Regions from separate parts of the Sus scrofa genome. Here region 2 is linked to region 1. A link is a contact called in public HiChIP or PLAC-seq data. All regions are on one chromosome and are shown on one strand. The core of a region is the stretch at or near the end of the contact, and the rest is flanking DNA. Distances in the headings are between cores, read along the strand shown. Region 1 holds the start of FAM49A (protein FAM49A). Region 2 overlaps FAM49A (protein FAM49A).

Region 1 (7,336 bases), core at 1,267-3,766:
AGTGCACAGCCCCTGGTTAATGATGGCAGTTCTTTCCTGAGCATTCTCACTGCTGCCTCCTTTTCTTTCGCCACCTCCAGACCCCAGGCACCCTGGGGGCTGTCAGTCTCTATTTGAGGCTCCAGTCAAAGTTGTCTGGTCACTGGGAGGCCCTGGGATCAAGGGCAGCCTTCTCAGGCTGGTGTTCCAGGTCTCCACTCTCAGCTTCACTTTGCCCAGCCCCTGGCGCTGAGACCACGCCAGACCCCTTCCGGCTAGGGCCTCTCCTTTGACCCTCTACCTGGGGTCTCCTTAAGCCCACTACCTGCCTATGGAAGTCATCCTTAGAGGTTCAGCTTCCAAGAATCTGCCTCTGATTTTCCCCAATCACAATCCACTCCTTCCAACCTGGGCCACACAGCAAATACATCTGTTTTAGCCTGTTTCCTCTTCTGCCTCAGCATAAACTGGGGTGGCCACCAGTCTGTCCACTCCTCAGGCCAGAGACATGTGCTCTGATTCCACCATTTAGTGCAGTGCCTGGCACTTTGTCCAAGCTCAAGACATCTCTTAAAACAAAACAAAAAAAAACAAAAAAACCCCCAAACACATGATGAGGATGTCCTTGAAATTAGAACAGTTCAGTTTAAATTTAACTGAGACATTAAGGTTCATTTTAGAAAATGCATATTGTGAGTAAAAACCACTGAAATTTAATCTCACAGTTTAATTTCACTGTAATCTTTATTATAGTAACCTCTAAACTTGTTATTAGTATTACCAATGAAGTTGAAAGACCATTTCATCTGATTATTGTGTCTTAGGAAACACTTAATAATTAAATTCCACACTAATAATTAGAAACCCTATTATTTCACAATGGGCTAGGCAATACCTTGCAGGTAGCCCTCAATTACTGAAACAGAAGCCATCTTTAAGTGCGTGGAAGTGAAATTTCATACATCAAATAGTCTCCTCGCACCAACTTAAGCTGTATTATTAGAGACAGACGATGCAATAAAGTAAGGAGTCCTTCCAAGGTCTGAAATGATAGTGTTTTATGGGGTGAATGGTGTCTGTGGCTGATTTGTCCTTGCCCTTCACCTGACCATGTTCAAGGTGGACAGAATAAGTCAGGAATTTTGGTGTGTGTATAGGGCTGCATCAAGAAGGGTTTTCTAACAGAGCCCTCCAAAATTAAAATGGGTCATCTGCAGGGATTGACAGCAGGACCTGGTCCAGGCACAGGCACCTTCGTTGACACAAGTGAAAAATGGGAAGGTGTTCATTTGATCCAAAAGACCCCAACCAATCAGAAGACTGTTTCGCTCTAACGCTGCCCTCCTGGCCCCAGGGTTGCCAAAACCCAGAGCAGGAGTCCAGCTGGGCAGCTCCTGAAAGCCCTTCAGAACAAGGGACTGTCAGAGCCTGGAAGAGGTTGGGGTGACACAAGTCCTGAATGGGACCCCTAGCGCTCAGAATGAAGGACTTGACCAAGGCCTCCTGAAGCTGCCTGCCCTCCAGGACCTGAGTGCCTTGGGTTCCCAACCCACATATTCCTGCAGCAACTGACATAGCCACCCCCACCCCCTCACACAGCTTGGTCCATTGCAGGAATTTAATAAAGTTCCAGAAGGGATGTGTGTATATTTATAACAATCGCTTTGTTGTACAGCAGAAATTATCACAACATTGTAAATCAACTATACTCCAATAAAAAAAAAAAAAATAGAAAGAAAAGAAAAATTCCCTGCTGCTCTAGCTGACTGACTGGGAAAGGAAGCCGGAGAGGTCTGGCCCAGCAGGAGCCCCCCACCCCCATCCTCCCCAACAGGAGCTCTGACTCACAACCTGTTTGGCACCGCGCAGTCCTCTCCGGTTTCCTGAATCGCTCTCTCTAATGCAAACGCCTCCATGGCAGATGTTCTGAAACAATGATCATGACAATGACACTGTAATCCCCTACTTTCCCTTGCATCATAGAATTTTTTTAGAGTGATTTTGCAGACTTGCTCTTCAAGGTAGTTATATTTTTTGGACGAAGCCTTTACAAAGACTTTTTGGGTGGTCCCATCGGATAACTGCGGGGGCCCCCAGAGCCGGGAATCCTTTAGCAGTATGCACGCGCTGGGAGGGACAGGGAAAAAGTCAGAGGTGAGAATCCGAGTAATCTGGGAGTGGGGTAGAGGTTGGGATGGTTTGGTTGGGTGCAAAGGCATACATCTGAGGGTGGGTGTAAGCCTAGGGATTGATCAAAAGGTCTTTCTTCCGTCCTTTTTTTTTTTTTTTTTAAGGGGAAAATTGGGTAAGGAGGAATTCCGTGTATAGAAGCAGCAGGGGCAGGTCCGAGCTTCCTCTTGGAGGCCAAGGCCGAGGGAAGGGCAAAGGTTACCGTGTGCGGAGACTGCTAGCACCAGCTTCAGGGCTCAGAAGGGCTCTCGACCCGGGCCCGGGGCCGGGGCGGGGGTGGGGCTCCCGGGGGGCCGGGGCGGGGCCGCCGCAGCGGGCGGGGCTGGGGGCGGGGCTGGGGGCGGGGCTCGGGACCTTCTCGCTGGCTGCAGCGGCCGCCGGAGAGGCGTCCACAGCGGCGGCGGCAGCTGGGGCAGCAGCAGAGGCACGGCGGAGCTGGGCGGCGGCCACTCCGGGTGAGCAGAGCGCGGGCGCGGCGGAGGCGCGGCGGGGAGCGCGGCCGGCGGCTTGCAGCGAAGCCGGCTCCGGAGGCGCCGGGAGAACCCCGCCATCCTTCCGTAGCTCCAGACGCAGCCCTCCGGGGAGGGTGGAGGTGGTGGGGTGGGGGCTGAGGGGGTGTGGGAAGCGGAGGCTCCTTTAGCCCTTCTTCAGCCATCGCCGTCCGGCTGTCCGACTAGGCGCCCCATTGCCCCGTCTTCTGAGGACAGCCTCCAGCTTGTGTTCCAGATCTCCTCCCTCGCTTTCGACCACTCCTTCTCCTCCCCCCCAACCCTCAGGGCCAGGTATTTTCAGCTCCCAAGCCATTCTTCCGGGAGACCCCAACTCTCTGCTTCCCCATTCCCGGCACTAGGCCGGGACGCCCCACCACTCTCTCTCTGCAGCCCCAGAGGCAGGAATAACCCCCCCCACTTCCTTTTGCCTGCACACCTGGACCCTTCGGCTGCCACCTGCTCCCGAGATTCTCAGCCGGCCAGCCAGCTGCTGTGCCTAGGACCCAGGCTTCCTTGTCATCACCCCTCCCCCTCCTCAGAATCCCAGACTGAAGAAAGGGACTGGAGGGATCCTGAGCTTTGGAAATCACTTGACCCACTTCCCCAAAGGCTGGTCCCAGGCCAGCCAGGCTATTTGATGGAGACACCTGCCTTGCCTGCCAGCTGAAGGACTGAAAGTCCTCTGTCAAAATGGACCGAGGCATCCCTGCATCCTCCTCCAAGCTGCCCGGACTTGCTGACCTGGGTCCCCAGAGACCAGGAACAAGAGCTTTGTCATTTAAGACCTCCAAAGCTATTTGCCCACCCCACCTTCAGACCCTCAGGAGTGTAGGGTGCAGCTCTGATGGGGCCACCATTCTGGGCCTGGCCTCTGCTCCCATGCCCTTGTTTGCCCACCTGCTCCCCGGGGAACCCTGAGCAAAGTAGTGAAACTGGTGTTCAGGGCCTTGTTCTCCTCTGTAGCCCTTTGGCCTTCCTTCCTCCCCCTGTTGGAAACTTTCCCCCTCTTTCACTGGTCACCGTCACTCTGGCTGGGTCTGGGCCATCTGTACAGCGTTGAGTCCCCAGGGCACAGAAAGCTGGGCAGGGACCACGAAGGGCTGGGACGTGTGCTGGACCAGTGTGAGGAAGGTGGCTGGTAGCCAGGTCAGGCTGGGCATCTGGGCCTTGCGGCTGGCCAGTGCTTTAGGGTGGGTTGTTCATTGGCTTTCATTGAGCTCCGAAGGGGGTCCTAAGGTTTGCTTTGCTGTGGAGAGGGGAGGCAGAGCAGGGGCTGTTTTTCCTGCATGCTTCTGACTGTCTGGTGTTACTATGGTGACAGTTTTGCCTCTCTCTCCTTCTGACTCTTCTGGGAGCTGGTTTTTATTGGTCTGTTGTCCTGTCTTTTATGGCTCTAATTTCTCCTTTCTATTTGCTCTGAAATAAACAGTCATAAACATGGGCGCTGGGCCCAGACTGGGGGCTGGCAGAACTTCACCTGCTCCTGGCCCTGGGCTCCTTTGAGGGGGGAGTCAGGAAAGGAGGTGGGGACGGACCTACCCACACTCCTTCCTGCCCCCGGTTCTGGGAGCGGGTAGCGACATCACAGTCTTGGGCACACAGTGGGTAGCACATGGCCTCGGTGCTAATAATAGACCCAAGTGTGATGGAGAGGCTCCCGGCCAATGTTATTTCATCTTCGAGGCAGCCCTGGGGCTAGGGGTTGTCCCCACTTTGCAGATGACAAAACTAAGCTCAGAGTGAGCTATTTCCCCAGGTCACCCTGGTTTTAGCACATAGGCGGTGCTGAGTTTTGGTTGAATGAATGGCAAAGCCATGGAACTGGCAGCTCCCTGAGTGTCTGCCCTGCAGTGCCTGGTCCTGCTCCCGGAAGGACAGCAGAGCCCTCTCAACCCTGTGTGCTGAGAGGCAAGTCCCAGTTTCCCCACTGGACTCCCACAGAGGCCAGCTGCCAGGGAGCTGCCTGTCAGGTCCTTCATGTACCCTTGACCCCAGCCGTTGGGGACTCAAGTTGGGAGGAGAGTCAAGCCACTTGTGACTTCCTGTTTTTGCTTAGCACCCAGAAGCGTTCAGTTTGCTTTTACTCTCGGGGCCTCGATGCAGCCGGGTGAGCCAGGGACACTGAGAGCCAAGGGGACCTTCCTGTGCCACACTGGGTGAGGAGTTCAGAGCTCTCCTGGCCCTGGGTCACCGACTGTCAGCTGTCAGTGACACTCTCCAGAGAAGCTGCTTATTTTTCCCTTCCCTACACATGCTCTTCTCCCCGCCCCTCCCCTTTCCCCCCTCACATCGCTCTGCTCTAGGCCTGTTAGTAATAAGCTGGAAAAGCATTCTGGTGGCATGAAAAGACCAGGGAGTCAGCAGCCTCATTGTCAAGCGCTGGGGCTGGGGACATCAGTTTACTCACCGGGCCTCAGTGTCAGCCTTGAAAATGGGGTTGGTAGCATTCATTCTCATGGCCACATTTGCTTGTTTTTGTCGGATGGAGTAGCTTACAGGGAGTGCTTTGCTAAGTCAAAAGCCCATAATATCCTCTTCCTGTTGGGAGGTCTCAGTGTTAAAGAGGCCCCAAACCACTGGCCAGCGATCAAGAACTGATTTAGGAACAATTAAGCTGTAGAATCTCAGGAGTGGAAGCATTCTCTGGGCCTCTTGTCCAGCCTTGATGCTAAATCAGTCCGTTTATTCATACACCTTAGGTTAACTGAGCATCTACTCTGTACCGAATACAGTTTGGGGAACTGGGGATCTTAAAAAAAGAACACTATTCTTGTTTTCAGAGAATGTAGTCTGGTGGTAAAGACAGGCATGAAAAGAAAGCCTCTAGATGCCGTCAGAGAGGTGGCGTGAACAGGGAAAAGGCAGAGTGACATGGGACCTGGAGATGGAAACTTGACTAGCTCCCCCCCCCCCCCGCCCCCGTTAGGGCTGAATCAGGTGGCCTGTGCTTTGCAGCTGAGATTCTGTTGTCCTACCACTGCCCACCTAGCAAGCCTCGTCCAGCCCTCACAGCCATGGGGTGATGGCTGCTAAGCCCCTTGCCTGGCTGTGGTGAGCAGAGTCACGAAAAGCGTATGCAGGGTGCCTGGGCCCGCCTTCCTTGCTGAATTGTGATTCATCCACTCACGGTAGCCTCTGGCTCCTATGCTTTCTCAAGGGCCGCATGAGTTATCTGATGAGGCAGCATGGTGATTGGAAAGGAAGTGGATTTGGGAGTCAGCCATGAGTGCAAGCGCTGTTACCACCATGTCCTGGGTGTGGGGGTCCTGAAGGAGTATGGAGCCTCTATGAGCCTCGGTGCTTATATCTGTAAAATGGCAATAATGAGACTTGCCTTCTAGGAAGTAAATGATCTGATGTTTTTATAGGGTCTGGCATGGTGCCCCCCTCACAGTAGACTTGTTGTTATTTAGTTATATTGGTTAGAAAATAGTTCTCAGTTACTGGACCTCTGGGTCCTCTTAGAACTGTAGGGGGGAGCTCCTTGGATTAATTCTGGCCTTTGGAGATCCATTCATTATCTGGGAAAGTTAAACATTGCCTGTGCCCAGGGTCTGAGCCCTGCTGGTTAATCTATGAGTTCTCTCCCACCAGATAAACTATGTTCTACAACACGGCGATAGTGCAAATCACGACACTTTGGTTGCCTCAAAAGGGAACAAATTTGAAATGGCAACAAACTCCCCAAGTTCCCAAAACATGCTACCATCTGTACGATACTTTAATTTGATGTAGTCCAACTTGTTTTATTTTTGCTTTTGTTTTCTATACTTTGGGTGTTAGATCCAAAAAAAAAAAAAAAAAAATTGTCACCAAGACCAGCATCACGAAGAGTACTGCCTAAGTTTTCTTCTAGCAGTTTTATGATGTTAGGTCCTATAGTCAAATCTTCAATCCATTTTGAGTTACTTTTCATGCGTGGTGTAAAAGAGGGGTCCAGTTTCCTGCTCTTGCACGTGGCTGTCATTTTCTTAACCCCATTTACGGAAGAGATGGTCCCTTCCCCACTGGATATTCTTGGTTCCTCTGTCAGAGAATATTTTAAAGTAAATGCTTCGTAATTTTATTCTGGGCACGTTTCGCTTCCTTTTATTTTTTTAAGTTACGCTGTGTGTGGATGGACATTTTCTCCAACTGGCAGTGCAACTCTAGAATATTAATATGATCATCCCCTTTTGACAGTGGAGGAAAATGGGAGGCATAAGGTCACTTGCAGAGTCTGGCACCTAGTAAGTAGTGGGGCCAGGATTTAAAACTGGGTCCTACTTCCTCTTCATGCCCGAGTACACAGCCTGGCCATCTCCTTGGCTGGCATGTCAGTGACCTAAAATAATTGTGTTTGGAGCATGCAAGCAGATTTTGATGGGGCTGGAACTGGTCAGGGCTGTAACTGGGACTCAGAGTAAATATTTAGAGACTTATTAGGGTTTTGCTCTCAGCACAGCATTAACGAGGCTTTCTGCAGTTGGCTGAGGCTTCCGTTCCTAGAAGTGATGGGTAGAAGAGGAGTTTGAAATGCCCGAGTTAGGAGAAAATGGATGATGCTCAAAGTACCTTCGCCCGAGAATGAGTTGCTGGTTTGTCATTGAAGTAAACTGAATTGTCTTTATAGCTGGAGGTATGAAGGGAAAGCATGATAGGCACATCCCAGGGATATAGGGACAGAAGCGAGAGGG
Region 2 (7,336 bases), core at 1,935-4,434, 41 kb after region 1:
TGTGCTGTGCAGCTCTGAAGCTGTCTGTGGGTTAACACCACTGCACTGTCGTGGGTAGAATCTGTCACCATCTCATGGCACATGTGGCTTAGAGGTGAGACCATGGACCAAAATGTCAAATAGACCACAGTTCAAATCCTTCCTCCCAGCCAGCCAGCTTTTTGACCTTTAGGACAATACTTAGCTCCTCTCAACCATGAATGACGAATAGTCCTGCGGCCCTCACAGCGTTGCTTCTAGTTCATTCCTGCTGCAGAACAGGCTCCGAAAAACGATGGCTGCCCTGATGGTGGCAGTGACGACGTCCTGGTGCTGAGGATGTTTTGACTGTTATTATTTTGGCTCTCACCTCCCCCTCTGTGAAATGGGGAGTGGTGAACCCCAGGTTTCCATGAGGCTGAACTCACACGGCCTCCCCAGAACCCAGTGTCTGGGCAACTGTGTAAGCTCTCTGTTCCAGGGCGCTCTTTGGGCAGAGTCTTGCTCGCCAGCCTGCCCGTGGGTCCCTCCCTCTGTGACGGGGAAACTGGGTTCCCAAGACATCATTCCTTCCACCCACCCTGCTGACTCTCCCATCTTGGGTCCTCCCTCCGTCCCCTCCTCAGGCCACCCCACTTCCTCCTCCTGCAAGTGGTGCTGTGTCAACACCAAAGCCAGGAAGTCATTTACTGGTGCCAGCTGCCACCCAGGGAGGGCTGGGGACCAGGTTCCCAGACCCCCTGTTCAGCACTTCGCAGTCGACCTCTCCGCCTGCCCGAGAGTTTCCTCCCTCCTCTGCCTTTTGCGTGAATGTGTCATCTGTTCCCAGTGCCCTTCCCCCACCCCCTGTTTCTTTCCACTAATCGCCTGTTCTACATGCCTCGCCCCTCCCATTTCTTTTTTTAATAAAACAGTTTTGAGATGGAGTAATAACCGCAAAGTGGTTAAAAGCAAGAATTCGAGCCAGATGGCAGGAATTCAAATCTTGGCTCTACCCCTAAACAGCCAGATCCCTTGGACAAGCGCCTCAGTTTCCTCATCTGTAAGAGGGGGCAAGAATTACCTCCTTCTGTCCCCTGTGGCTGCTGTGGGGTTTCAGGGAGGCACCAGATGGCCAGTGTGAACCGACTGGGATGCTCTTCATGTAGGTACCTGATTGGACGGGACCTGAATATATCTACCACCCACCCACCTGCGCTCCCAGAGCCCTGGGAGAGCAGCCACGTGGAGGTTCCCTGACTCGGGGTGTGGGCTCTGTTGCTGGTGAACTTGGAACTTGAACAAGCAGGCTCCCACCTGGCCTTTAGATTCCACATCAGTTCAGCCTAAAGGGGGGAGTGTGGCCTGTTTTGCCTTCTCTTGGTTTGCCCCCACCCAGCCCGCCCACCCCCAGAACCACTCAAAAGTGGAAGACACGCAGCTGTTCTCAGCTGTTTCTCAGCCACTCCCTTGGATGGGGTAAGGGCCGTGGGGGGCGGCACGGGAGGTGGCGAAAAGGTCACAGGCCACAGGTCACATGAAGGTCGAGGAGATGCCGGTTCTCGTTTCGGTTCTGTTGGGTGACCCTGGAGAAGTCGTTTCATGTCACTGGATTTCTGCTTCCCTATTTTTGAAATGGGATAACCACCCCTCTGTTTTGTACCTCTCGTAAAACAAGCAAAGAAGGCGAGATGTTGAAAAGCACTTTGCTGGCTGCCTGGTGCTACCGGAGCCGCCCCCCACCCCCCCACAGTGGTCTCAGGTGGTATCAGGCTCCTCCCGTGGAGCAGAAGGACTGTGGCAGCAGCTCCGACCACTCAGAACCGCTGGGGGTGAGAGCGGATGAGCATGGAGGGGATGGAAGCGGATGAGCATGCTGTGTGAGGTTGGGCTGTGCTTTGGGACCCCGAGCCGGGACTAGTGTCTCTCCATGCTTGATCTCTGTTCTCCCTGATGGACTCTGGCCCGTGGGTGACTCAGACAGGAAACCACCAGCCATCCCTTCAAAAAGCTTGGACTCCTCTCAAAGACGTGCTTACTTTTTATCGCTCTGTGTTTATTTGGATGGTGGGGGAGTAATTCACAGAGTCAGGGCACAGCCACAGAGTGAGCTTCTGCCATGGCTGGGTCTCTGGGATCGAATCCAGAAGATGGGAGGAGGTGGGACATGAGGCGGGCTGGATTAGGATCCAAGGTATCTAAATGCTGGCCCGTGGACCAGAGCCAGTGGGTGACATAAAACTCTCTAGAAACGTGACCCCTGCTGTAGGTTCAGACTGCACTTTTTTTTTTTTTTCTTCAGCTTCTCCGGATTGCACAGCCCCTTTGGGGAACCACTGGAGTGAGTGGGACTGGTATCTGAGGGCCAGCCTGTTAGGGGGCTCTGTGTGCCCTGCCCACATCCAAGTACCCGTCCCAAGGCTGTAAAGTAGTATGAGTGTTGGTGTCACAGTGTGATTAGGTTATTTTTAGCCTTATCTGCTTGAAGGGTTGTTCAGCTTATCAGGTGACCCCATCCTTATTGATGGATATGGGGAGTGGGGGAACTTCTCTGAGTGTCTGTAATTAAGCCGAGTGGACAAAGTGGACAGCAAAAGAGTCTGTAAGTACCTCAGGGTCGTGGTCTGGAGGAGGCACAGCATTCCATTGTCCTGACCCTCTTAGTTTTGCGGTAGAAAGTGAGATTCTTACTGGACCCCATTGGATGAATCAGGTCCTAATCAAATACTCTAAAAACAGGCTATTATTTTGAGAGCTTTGGAGAAAGAAAGAAAGGGGGGGGTGGATAGGATAACCCCCCTGACACCTGATCACATTGACAGCTTTTCTTGTTTCCAGGTCCTTTTGTGACACCTCTGGCTTCTCGGTGGCGGTGGCGGTGGCGGCCGCAGCCAGGAGGTGAGAGCTGTGGTCTCACCTGGGGATTCCACCTTAGACAGTCACCTTCTGCACCCAGGTGCCGGTGGGAAGCAGCAACCCTGGCAGGCACCCTTTTCCTCAGGCTGTGCCCTGATGGGGATTCACGGGTGTAACCCCCAAATCCGAGGAAGCAAACTTCTCCCCCCGCCCCCGACTCCACCGCCACCATGACCTGGTTTCCCAAAACGCGGGGCTCAGAAATCACTTTCTCATCAGGCCAAAGTTGCTGTGTGTTTGCTATCATTTCCTTCCCTCCCCCTCCCCCCCACTTCCTGTTTTTTTCTTCCTCTTTCTCCACCCCCGCCCCATCTCTCCAGCCGAATCCCTCATTGTCTGCGAACAGGAACAGAGAGAGGCCGAGCATTGATGGGCATGATTCCTGTGGCTGCTCAGAGCCAGGGCCAGACTAGCTTCTTTGGGGCACATGAGACCCCGCTGGAAGCACATAGGAAGCCAGGGCTGTCAGAGCCTCCTGTCTGAACGAGAATCTAACAAGAATAACCCTTCATATCCTTGCAACAATAACAGCTTCCAAAGAACTTTCTCCTGCCTTTGAGCTAACACACTGGAAAAATAGGACAACTCCTAGTGTTTTAGCCTAATCGCTATCATCCAGTTTGCACGGACAAAACATTGATTTGGGTGTTGGATATGAGTTCATGTCTGGCTCTGCGCTGAATTTTCTTTCTAGTTCTTTCCAGCTTGGTTCCGTAACCCCCTTGGAAGAATGGAGTTGATGGTACCTCCGGGGGAATTTTTGAGGACAAATTAGGAAAATATCTCTATAAGATTTATATGATGTGCCTGGTTGGTATTATTTGCGTCATAAATGTGAACTCCCCTCTTTGGTTTTGGTTTTCTGCCCAGAGGAGTGGCTGTTCAAATGGACGGTGGTCGGAAAAAAAAATCACACAAGAACTGATACCCTCGGGAGGAGAATGCATGTCTGTTACTGTGTTTTCCCGAAATGAGGGAGAGACAGAGACGGAGAGAGATCAGGGACCTGCGGGCTGGTTGCACACATGTCTATCACTGAAAAGCAAAGTCCCCCCTCCGCTGTGTTCACGAGCCCCATTTTTCCATAACAATATTTTTCTAATGGAAAACAGGGAGAACCATCCCAGCCACATGCCTGAGGAGGACTGGTTTACTCATTTAGCTCCCGGGGGTCAAACTACAAAAACAGCAGTCTGGAAAAAGTGCCACCTCCCATTTTGAAAATCCATTTCAAAAAAAAAAAAAAAAAAAAGACTTCCATTCAGGGTCAGTGACCACTGGTTTGAGAAGTCAGCCTGACCATGTGGCAACTTTTTTTTTTTTTTTTTTTTTTTAAAGTCCAGAAGCCAGAAAGTCAGAGACACTTTTGCATCTGGAGTCTCTGGCCGAGTGGCTGAATCCTTGAAAGAGGCTGTTTTCTTCTCTGAACCCCAGTTTCTCCAACTGCAAAACAAAAGCATTGGACAGGGGCGTTGCATCGATTTCTTTCAGCCCTAGTAATCAGTGATTCTGGAACTCTCTGTTCTTCTCAAAAGAATGTATGATGGAAGATAATGTGAGAAAAAGAATGTGTGTGTGTGTGTGTGTGTGTGTGTGTGAGAGAGAGAGAGAGAGAGAGAGACAGAGAGAGATGTGAGTGACTGGGTCACTTTGCTGTACAGCAGAAACTGACAGAATGTTGTAAATCAACAATAATAGAAAAAATAAGAATCTTAAAAAAAAAAAAGTCTGAGAACTAGAGGAGAAGAGGAAACGGCCTCTCATAGTAACATGTCTCGCGTTCCCTTTTAGCAGATTGTCACTCACCAAGGACGGAGAAACCACAGGTTCTCGGGGGCCACAGCCCTGTTGGGGAAGCCAGACGTGTCTTGACCAAGCGGCTGCTCATCTGCTTCGTTCCATCAGCCTGGATTGGTGAATCTGAATCACAAGGGAGATCTCCAGGTAAGAGACAACTATCTTTGCGTAGAGCAGCCAGGGCAGGATGGCCAGCATTTGCAATGCAAGAAACCTATGATGCGTGTGCCCAGGGCGTACCTGGAAGTTTAAGGATGCTCCTTCCACCAGATTTATCATCTTTGACTGGAAGCCATGCTTCCTAATATCACACAAAAAAGGACATACTAATGGATGTGCATTGCAGAGTGGCTGTAATTTTCAAGTGGTTAAACGTCCCTGGGTTCTATAACTGCCTTCTGAGTGGGAGCTGTGCTATCTTGAGTCTTTTGAACGTTTAGGCAGGAAATGGGGCAGCTTGGAACTCTGTGCAGAAGAAGAGCAGATGAAAGCTGTGGTTGTCGGTTGCTTTTTCCCTGCAGAATCCATTTGAGGGTGTCTTTCTGCCCATCCTGGCCATCCAGATGGTGACCAGCAGGGAGAGAAGTAGCTGGAATTTAGGTCTTGTGCCAGAGGGCTGGCTGGCATCACACTTGCTATAACATTTTTAGAGGTCAGTGTGGTTCGTGACGTTGTCACCACCGTAGGTCATCACTGCCCTTGCCCTCTTCCCTCCCAGCCAACACGTTGGTTTTCTCCAGTGACCTCCATCCTCTGTCACCTCCTCCCAGAGAGTTGTGGACACGTTTCTTCTTATCCGGAAGGAGAGAGCCGTACCTTCTTGTGCTTCTTCATTGAACTTGGACCTGGCACCAGCTGACTTCCCTCCCAGCTGATTCAAGATCTGGGGTTCCGCTCCTTAAACTCTGTTGTATTAGCGCCTCTCTCTTAGGCTGGCCTGGGGCATCCACCCATCCCAGTCGGGAGTCATGAAAGAGATGGCAGTACATACACCGAGATGGCCACACACCTTCTACTCTTTCAGTGGTTGCTGCTATAACCTTCCCTGTCCTCTCCTAAAGCCTGCTTTTCCATTTAACTGTCTATCTTGAGCTTCTCTGAAAACTAAAACCAGAAGCATTTTGTAAAGCTGAGCTCAGTATAGAAGGTAAGACCAGGTGACTTCTAAAGTATTTTCCAATTCTGCGTTTCCAGGATTATTTTATCTCAGACTCCTTCCTTACACCAGATTCTCATTCTGGTTTACCTTGTACTCCCTTCCCTTCTTCTTCTTATGGTTTCTTCCCCGGGAGTGGTCCCTGGGCTCTAACATAATTCAGAAGAAGGGGAAGAACTTTTGAAATTAGACAGACCTGACTTCACATCTCAGATCTGCTGTTGATTGCTTGAGTAATTTTGCCTGTATCCTTTTTAAATTCCTGAGCTTCGGTTTCCCCATCCTTAAGATGGGGCCAGTCCTCCCTGTGTTACAGGCTTGGGGTGAGAATCAAAGGAGACGCTAATGCATTAGCATCAGTTCTTGCTTGTCGTAAATCTCAAAGACTGTCAGCTTCTTTCCCTGGCCAGCCTTCTTCAAAGGTATTTAAATACAGCTTTGAGTCCCCACTCACGTTCTATTTGAACTTGTGCCTGAAGGGACAGGCCTTATCTACACAGATGGTTGGTCCCAAGGGGTTAAAGGAGGGAGGAGCTGTTAACAGCTTCTGATTTCAGAGTTCCTCTTCCATAGCAGCCCTCCCTCACCTCGCTTTGGCCAGACTGCCCTCTGCAACTTGGCCATTGAAAGCTTTGCTCTTACACCCACGTTCAGGTCTCAACACCCTCCGAGTCCATCCTTTGTGCCATGAGATGTTAGCTGGAGATGAACTCATCCCCAGCAGCTTTTCCACTTCAGACCAGTGTACCACCACGACATAGAGGAATGCCCCGACAACCGGGGTCAGTTGTTTTGCAGGCAGGTGTTGCCTGAGTTTTCCAGCACGTGTTTGTCCAGGCCGTGGTGTCGGCTTCCTTCCTTGACTGTTGGCTCTTGTGCGGCATTCATTTATCCAGCCACAAATATGTATGGAGCATGTGCTGCATGGCGGGGGCATTCTTAGTGTTTAGGGATCCAGTGCAAAACAAAATAAAACAAAAGCCCTCTTCTCATCGAGCTTGTATTCTAGTGGACTTGGGATTGTCAACAAGTAAACAAACACACATTGTATCAGACAGTATTAAGTGTTATAGGAAAAAAAAAGCAAAAAATAAATAAGTAAAGCCGAGCCAGAGTGACAGGAAGCTGGGCGAACAGGCATTGCTATTTTGTGTAGGATACCAGGGCAGGGGTCACAGGAGCAGAACCCAGACAGTGTGAGGGAGGGAGGCTGGAAGGCAAACTGGAGCAAAGGCTCTGAGGTGGCGATGTGCTTGGGCTTCAAGAAACTGCAGGTGGCCGGTAGGATTGGAGTGGAAGGAACAAGGGCTGGAGGAAGGAGGGGAGGATGGATGGGGCTGGGCAGTGCAGCCTCATAAGCCCCTGTGAAGACGTGAGCTTTTATGTTCTGGTTAGCTTTTCCAGAGATTCCTCTCCCCTTCCTCCCTCTTCCCCAGAGCATCTGAAAAGCCTCATTCCCAAAACATCACTAAATAGAAATAAAGATTGATGGATGCCCTTGCCCAGTAG

What was found. HiChIP or PLAC-seq counts read pairs in DNA pulled down with a chosen protein or histone mark.
Region 2: a contact with region 1 is called in an H3K27ac HiChIP or PLAC-seq map of alveolar macrophages. The contact joins the enhancer-like site here to the promoter of FAM49A in region 1. A contact is called at or near these places in 17 of 47 Hi-C or Micro-C datasets (alveolar macrophages, blood, brain and 7 more) and 2 of 2 datasets of contacts at active chromatin or transcription factors (alveolar macrophages and skeletal muscle).

What each region holds. Positions count from the first base shown.
Region 1 is chr3:120,965,500-120,972,835 of Sscrofa11.1, forward strand. It overlaps FAM49A (protein FAM49A), which reads left to right and starts at 2,517. Exons shown (of 12, transcript XM_005662738.3): 1 at 2,517-2,624.
Region 2 is chr3:121,005,822-121,013,157 of Sscrofa11.1, forward strand. FAM49A (protein FAM49A) reads left to right here. Exons shown (of 12, transcript XM_005662738.3): 2 at 4,666-4,818. Among named protein-coding and RNA genes, the nearest start is that of FAM49A, 41 kb to the left of the region's middle. Within about 2 kb of position 3,185, at least 12 of the 83 cell types and tissues checked have an H3K27ac peak or open chromatin away from gene starts, as enhancers often do. A contact at or near this core is called in alveolar macrophages, liver and retroperitoneal adipose tissue, where this site is marked.